2 separate regions of the Callithrix jacchus genome follow, and region 1 is linked to region 2. Evidence: chromatin contacts called from public Hi-C data. All regions are on one chromosome and are shown on one strand. The core of a region is the stretch at or near the end of the contact, and the rest is flanking DNA. Distances in the headings are between cores, read along the strand shown.

Region 1 (3,971 bases), core at 898-3,397, 200 kb after region 2:
GGGATTATAGGCAAGCACCACCATGCCCAGCTAATTTTTCGTATTTTTAATAGGTCAATCTCTTGACCTCGTGATCCACCCACCTCAGCCTCCCAAAGTGCTGGGATTACAGGCTTGAGCCACCGTGCCCGACTGTAAAAGGTTTTTAAATGCATTAATGTGCTGGGCTCCAGAGCTTTGCATGTACTATCTCATTGGAGCCTCACAGCATCGCTATGAAGTAGGTCCTATCATTTACTGCAATTATCATTTTATAAATGAGGAAACAGTTTAAGCGACTTGCCTAGAGTCACACAGCTTATAAGTAGCAGAATCAGGCTTTGAACCCAAGCAGTCTTAGTCCAGAATCTGTACATTAAGCCACTATTTTGGTAAATAGCACCTATTATTTTTCTATCAGCTTTAATATAAAGACAACTCTAGTAGGAATGTTATTAATGCTTTGTGTATGGAGAAATGACTATATAATCTCTACAGAAATCATATTGTATGCCATGATGTTTTAAAATACTTAGAGCAGCTGGGCACAGTGGCTCACGCCTGTAATCCCAGCACTTTGAGAGGCTGAGGTGGGCGGATCATGAGGTCAGGTGTTTGAGACCAGCCTGGCCAACATGGTGAAACCCTGTCTCCATTAAAAATACAGAAATTAGCCAGGCATGGTGGCAGGTGCCTGCAGTCCCAGCTACTCAGAAGGCCGAGACAGGAGAATCACTTGAACAAGGAAGGCGGAGGTTGCAGTGAGCTGAAATTGCACCACTGCACTCCAGCCTGGGCAACAGAATGAGAGTCCATCTCAAAATAAATAAAATAAATAAATAAATAAATAAAATACTTAGAGGAGGAAAAACTACAACCCAAGGCATGACCTACTACACTATTTAAACAGTAGATGTAAAGATTTGCAGGGAGCAGGGGTCTCTGTTTAGGCCCAAGTTGGTGAACTGAAACTGTGTGACAGTAAGGCCATAGTGTAAAGGCCAGGCCATTGTAACCACTTGATTTTATCTCCACTCAGCCAGTCTAGGCCAGACTGCTTAGGAGCAGAGCAGAAATGTACAGATGTCCCCAGCTCCCCACTCCTTTTGACCAGCAGGAACCCAGTATGGATGAGATGCGATGATTAGGTCCATAATGTTCAAACTCAGCTTGTGACTTAGAGCAAGTGACTTTTTTTTTTTTTTGAGACAGTCGCGCTCTGTCACCAGGCTTTGAGTGCATTGACACGATCTCGGCTCACTGCAACCTCCGCCTCCCGGGTTCAGGAGATCATGAGGTCAGGAGATTGAGACCATCCTGGCCAACATGCTGAAAACCCGTCTCTACTAAAAATACAAAAATTAGCTGGGCATGGTGGCACGTGCCTGTAGTCCCAGCTACTAGGGAGGCTGAGGCAGGAGAATTGCCTGAACCCAGGAGGTGGAAGTTGCAGTGAGCCGAGATCGAGCCACTGCACTCCAGCCTGGCGATGGAGTGAGACTCTGTCTCACAAAAAAAAAAAAAAAAAAAAAAAAAAGACACTATGAACAGCTATGTTTAATTTCTCAGATTTGCCAGTAATGATGATTTCATTAAAATGGAAAAAAATTCATGTTTTAGGATTAAATGTGGTAGCAAATGGTGGTACTGATTAGAATTCTTACAATTGCAAGGGATAGGAAACAGACTAACTTATTAAGCAAAAGGACTGCATTAAGTCAGGAAAATCCAAAAGTCCCCGTACTATCTAGCTTCAGGTATGGCTCAATTCAGGACTCCAGAGTATAACCAGGACTCAGTTTCTTGTCATTTTCTCTCTTTTCTGCAGAGTTGGTGTCAGAGGCAGGTTTCACATGCTGGCAAGCTAGAGCCAGCAGTTCAAGCCCCTAGGTCCCCTGAAGTTACAAGTCCAGCAGAAAAAAAAACGATGAGGGACTTTGTCCTAGACATTTAGCCTGAGTCTCAATGCCTCTCATTGGTTCCGATAGATCACATGCCCAACCCTGAGCCAATCAACGTGGCCACATCCGGGTCAGTTACTACTGCCCCCGCCCCCTGCTTGAGGAGCCCTACTGAAAGTCGGGAGGCTTCTGAGTCTTCCCCAGGGAGATGGGGACAGAGGATGGGGGGCAGCTGGTACTACATATGTGCCTTATGGTTGGGCTTGGGGATTTAGGAGGGCTTAGCGCCCGGAGCATTATCCCAGGGCCTGGCCCTGGGTGGCTTCTCCCTGCGCCTGGCTGCTTGGCAGGGCTTGAGGGGAGGAGACCCACAGTTCCGGGCCTGAGTCACCTCCCTCCTGGCTGGGCTTAGGCGGCACTGACTCAGCGCCTGCGTGAGCTGGATGCTGCCTGGAAAGCTAATCAGCCTCCCAGGCGAGTCATGCCTCCTGTGACGTGGGCCTGTGTCGTGAGTGGGAGGGAATGAATGAAAAAGCGTGGGCTCACCATGGTTCCTATAGCGTTGATGAAGTGAAGGGAGAGGGAGGCGGAAGTCAAGAGCAGCCCTTAGAAAAGGCCGCCAGCCAGGCTGCGGTGCTCTCTCTACGTGGGCCCGTGCAGTCTCTTCCGGGGTGAGCACACAGTTGCCCCCGCCTCACACCCCAGCCCCAGGGGGCACCCCAGGGCTCCGCTGTGGCCTGCCCTGTGGCTAGCAGGCCCTTCTCTGGTTCTCTCCTGTGTTTCAAACCTAAGTTCCACGAAGCAGGACGGGGTTGGTGGGGGCGGGGGTGGGGTGGGGATTGGAAGTTTGGCCAGTTCCACCTCCAGCTGCCCTCCCCACTGCACCCCAAGCTTAGCCTTGACAAACGGATCTCTGTCACTCCAGGGGAGAGAAGAGTAGAAAAAATGGAGGTAGAACAGGAAGGCAAGGGGAGCTGTGCAGAACCACTGGGGAGCTGGAGAGTTCAACCAGAGAAACTGCTCTGTGCCAGGCCTCCAACTAGGAGGTGTGGACAACGTTCCTGCCTCCTGGGTACTCAGAGTCTACTCTGGAGACAATAAGAAAAGTGATTAATCACCATGGAATGTGCGCTAGCCTTAGTCCGAAGCAGGGGTCTGGTTGCTGAGGTTTGTTGAAGGAAAATGCCTGTAATCCCAGCACTTTGGGAGGCTGAGGTGGGCAGATCACCTGAGGTCAGGAGTTCGAGATCAGCCTGGCAAAAATGGTGAATGAAACCCCATCTCTAATAAAAATGCAAAAATTAGGCATGGTGGTGGGTGCCTGTAATCCCAGCTACTAGGGAGGCTCAGGCAGGAGAATCACCTGAACCTAGGAAGCAAGAGGTTGCAGTGAGCCGAGACTGCACCACTGCACTCTAGCCTGGGTGAGAAGAGCAAAATTCCCTGGAAAGAAAGGAAGAAAGAAAGAACGAGAGAAGAGAAGAGAAGGTCTATAAGGGGAAGTGAAGCAGGTAGCAAAGGAGAAATTGCGGAGCCGGGTCTCAGGTCTAGCCTTGGCCTGGGTCAGAGGGCTGGGTTCCAAGCAGAGTGGCTCCCTTGGAGGCCAAAGAGAATGGCCTTGTCCACCTCCTTTCAGGCTTTGGATGGGGCTGATGGGAGGTGAGGTTGGGGGTGCTTGTCAGCCAAGGGCCCCTCTTCACATAAGAGGACAGCTGTGGGGCAGCTGTGAGTCCTTAGAGCCAACCGGTGAGCAGCCTGGTAAAGCAGCATCTCCTGCAGTATGGCCATGCTAGCTGTTTGCTGGAGGCCAGGGGAGGGAGCTTCCAGGAGGTCATTCTACTGCATTGTGAAGAACAGCTGAAGAGGCAGCCAGGCCAAGCGTAGAAAGGCTGGAGAGGGTCAACACGTGCAGAAGTTACAGGAGCCCACAGCCCTTTCTGGAAACGCTAAGATGTTTAAGGGTAACATGGCATGGGGGGAAGCAGGCGGTGGTGAGAAGAGGCCTGACCATGAAGGGTCCTGTGCGCTCAACTAAAACAGGAGTCTGAAAGAATGGGATTTTCCTTTCACCCCATTGCAGTCCTTTCCACA
Region 2 (4,045 bases), core at 752-3,251:
CTAAAAATACAAAAAATCAGCCGGGGTGGTGGTGCATGCCTACTGTCCCAGCTACTTGGGAGGCTGAGGTAGGAGAATCGCTTGAACCTGGGAGGTGGAGGCTGCAGTTAGCTGAGATCACGCCATTGCACTCCAACCTGGGTGACAGAGCAAGACTCCGTCTCAAAAAATAAAGTAAAATGAAATAGCTGTGGGTCTTTAAGGAGCTGCAGTCTATGATCTACTTAGGGAGATTATCTTCCCATGATTTTATGTGAAAGGAAAAAGTAAAGGGAGTGGGAGGGGGAAGTAAGTTGTGGCAACTTCCCCATCTCTACCCACATTGGGCAGCGGAATATTCCCCAGGCGCCCCAGGGAACTGAAACTGAGAGTCGGGATGGGGATGCAAGTAAGGTGCTGCAGCAGAAAACTTGTGCTTGGAGTGTCGGCCAGTTTCTGCTTTCTGCAACGGTCAAGTGGACACCACCTATTCTGGGCAGATGGAGACCAGGGAGGTTTCCTGCCCCTTGGAATGCCCACCTTGTGAGGTGTGGGCAGTGTAAACCTGGAAAGCTTTTCCATTGGCTAATGTTTGTGTCCCAACATCTACGAAATGTTAAGTGGAATTAAAAATGGGGAAATACTAGTGGTCTCCAAATCACTCCAACGTTCAGGGAAGGAAAACTGGGTGATCACTCCATATCCTTAAATGTACTAAGGAGAAACCTCATCTCAATCATATTCCATATAATCACCATGGGAGGTGGATGGGGGAAGGGATGAAGTAGGAGAAGCAGAGCTTTCCATTTAGAACTATGAGGCTAAGGCTGGTCCTAGAGTCTAGTAGGCTCTGGCCTCACAGTTCTATGAAAAGCTCTAAATAGAAATATAACCAGCAATGCAATGAGCTCTGAAAAATGCTCTCTGGGGGTTATGAGGGGAAAAAAAGGTACCTTACCCTGGCCCGCTCCAAGCTCCTTCTCTGCTCATGAAATGCAGCTGGACTTTTCAAAGCTGTTGAGAGAACAGTAAAGAATTACCTGCAAGCAAAGCATCACATCTAGTGCTACAATATTGAGTGGAGAAGGCATAGTTACTGTTAGTAGACGTACTATAAATATCGCTGAAGTGAAGGCCATGACACCTGGGTAAGCACGTATCTTTATGGTTTAGCTACCCCATTCAAACAGTTTTGGTAGAAACCAATATATGATTCCTAATGGGAACTATCACTGCCTAAGCTCAGGCTGTATAAAGTACACTCATGGTATGCAACTGTAACAAATACCCTAACCCATGGCTGGACCTTCAGCCACAAAGCCCCCATCAGCCAGGCCTCCAAGGATGCCTGAAGGCCTCACGTTATTCTCAGGAGACCAGCACACAGGAAGGGGCAGAGATGCATGCCAGGTCAACCTTACTTTTTCAACCTCATGAGGAATCATAAAGTGGCCAAACTCTTTCAATGGGACAGTTAAAACCAAAAGGATACATGTATGTCCACTCGGTGCTATTTCCTTTTACACTGCACCTGATATTTACAGTGCTGCTAAAATTAACTTGAATTTCATCTCTAAGGACTAAAAGAGCTCCACAGCAATTGTACGTGAAGGAACACACACAACCGACAGCTGACAAGTAGGGCTCAGCTCTATTCTGGGGATACCACACAAAGACCACAAGTCTTGACTTCTGCAAACAATGCTCAGGTGGCAAGACCAAACCAAGGGCCTCCAGAAAGGCTACACCATGAATGGAGGGTCTGACTCCTTTTGTCAAAAATTTGGCTGTTAGGACAAATAACAACTTAAGACACTTTGAGGCTGAGGAAAAGGCCTGACTCACTTCAAGTAGGGAACAGTGGCAATAAGAGAGAAATTTATAAGACTGTGGTCAGTTTCACTTCTGCTGCCCTTACAATTTCCCAAGAGCTGTGAAACTGTGAGCAGAGATAACTTTTGTGAGGCTGCTGGCTGTGGCAGGAGTGCAGGGTTAAGGAGCTGCTAAAAGTAGCACTAGAGCATAGATAGGACCCTATCCTGCCTGGGCCTTTGTGCTTCTTCCTCCTCCCTCCCCCCAGCGGGGGGCTGGGCCTCAGCAATAGCAGTCCCAGCAGAAAGCTTCAAAGGTCCAGCAGTATTTGTTTTTTTAAAAATTCTGTGAATCTAAGGATAAAAAAGAAACCAGTCTTAAAAGCACTACTGAGATCCCACCTTCTAACAGAAGGGGGAGCTCTAGATTTAACAAATAACATCAAAGAAAAACCAGCACAAGTTACCTCCTCAACCCACCTGGGCACTATCCAGGCCTCCCTACTTCTTATATGGTCAGGTCGTGGGCATTTCAGTGGATGAACATACACCCCCTGCACCTGCTTCTACTGTGTAAAGCTGCCTCAACTCCAAAGGCCCTGCTCTGCAGGAACCTGGGTGTTGGAAAGCAACCTTCAAACCTCAGCTCTTGGAAAGCTTAGCATATGCATGAGACAGTAAGTACAAAGAATCAAGAGAAAACAAACACTGTCCACCCCACCCCACCCCATCCCACCCAGCTTCCTTTCCTGCCTCATTGTTTTTCTACAACACTCATCACTGTCTTGACATTCTTAATACAAATACTACATATTTGGCTGGGCATGGTAGCCCATGCCTGTAATCACAGCACTTTGGGAGGCCAAGGTGGGTGGATAATGAGGTCAGGAGTTCGAGACCAGCCTGGACAACATGGTGAAACCCCACTTCTACTAAAAATACAAAAATTAGCCGGGCATGGTGGCAGGCACCTGTAATCCCAGCAACTCAGTAGGCTGAGGCAGGAGAATCACTTGAAACTGGGAGCTGAGATTGCACCACTGCATTCCAGCCTAAACGACAGAGTGAGACTCCATCTCAAAAAAAAAAAGAAAGAAAGAAAAAAGAAATATGATATATTTTTCTTGTTTGTTTACTCTCAGTCTCTTACATTTACAGTATGCTCCCCCACCCCCATCAGAGCACAGCAAGGGTTTTGTCTATTTCTTCAGTTATGGTATCTCTAAGTACCTAGAATACCAGGCACACAGTAATTATTCACTCAATGAATATTCTGTAAGAAGCAGACACAAAGTGACTAGTAACAGGAGGATTCTGCAGCAGAGCTCTAAACTTTCATCTGAACTGCCAGAATTCTGGTTCTCAACTGGGTTCAAAACTTCACAAAAGTTCTGGATAGACAGTCAAGGGTTGTGCATTCCAGTACTGCCTGCTACCAATTACTGCTGGGTGACGTGGGTTGTGACTGCTTTCAGGGTCTAATTTTCTTTCAGACTGAGAATCTACCCACCTCTCAGAACTCTTAAGAAAGAAATACCAGCGAGACTGCCCTGAACCAAATGGTACATGTGCCAATATATTCAGGTGGTGTTGTCACCAAACACTGTAATTCCGTTGAATCACTGGCTTGATTCACTCACAGGCCAGCTAGTTTCTAAAACACAGCCACAGATTCTCTGCCTGAAATCCTGGCTAACTTGCTGCCCCAACAACCCACACTGGCTGGCTATCCCCAATGGGTAAGGTACAAACCCAACTTGTAGGAAAACAACTCAACTCATAAGAACTTCTTGAGGACATCATCTTCATGTACAAGGTGGTGAACCACTAGTGCAGGACGGGTGATAGGTGACATGGCTACAGAACACAGCAGTCCCCTCATCTACAGTTTTGCTTTCCATGGTTTCAGATATTCCAGTCCAACCAAAGTATAAAAATGCTACACTATTTTGAGTGGGCCCATATTCACAAAACTTTTATTACAGTGTATTGTTAAAATTGCTCTGTTTTAATTTCTTACTATGTCAGATTTATAAATAAAATTTTGTAATAGGTCATACATATAGGAAAAAAACACAATATATATAGGATTTTTCAGGTATCCACTGAGGGGTCTTGGCATGTGTTCCTCGGGAATAAGGGAGGACTACTGTGAATGAATTGCTATCTGGTCCCATTAAGGACACTTTCATGTAATAGCAAGAAACGGATTAATATCTATTGGGTGCTTACTTATATGGTGAGCACTGTTCTAG

The links. Hi-C and Micro-C count contacts between places; a contact is called where the count stands out from the background.
Region 1: a Hi-C map of skeletal muscle shows a contact between it and region 2, with 3 times the contacts expected there. The contact joins two enhancer-like sites. A contact is called at or near these places in 3 of 3 Hi-C or Micro-C datasets (induced pluripotent stem cells and skeletal muscle).

Annotation. Positions count from the first base shown.
Region 1 is chr1:191,361,999-191,365,969 of calJac240_pri, forward strand. The region is part of intron 5 of LOC108590263 (a long non-coding RNA gene); the gene reads right to left. Among named protein-coding and RNA genes, the nearest start is that of MRTFA, 20 kb to the left of the region's middle. Within about 2 kb of position 2,148, at least 15 of the 16 cell types and tissues checked have an H3K27ac peak or open chromatin away from gene starts, as enhancers often do. A contact at or near this core is called in skeletal muscle, where this site is marked.
Region 2 is chr1:191,159,725-191,163,769 of calJac240_pri, forward strand. It overlaps MRTFA (myocardin related transcription factor A), which reads right to left. Exons shown (of 14, transcript XM_078334625.1): 5 at 938-993. Among named protein-coding and RNA genes, the nearest start is that of SGSM3, 63 kb to the left of the region's middle. Within about 2 kb of position 2,002, at least 5 of the 16 cell types and tissues checked have an H3K27ac peak or open chromatin away from gene starts, as enhancers often do. A contact at or near this core is called in skeletal muscle, where this site is marked.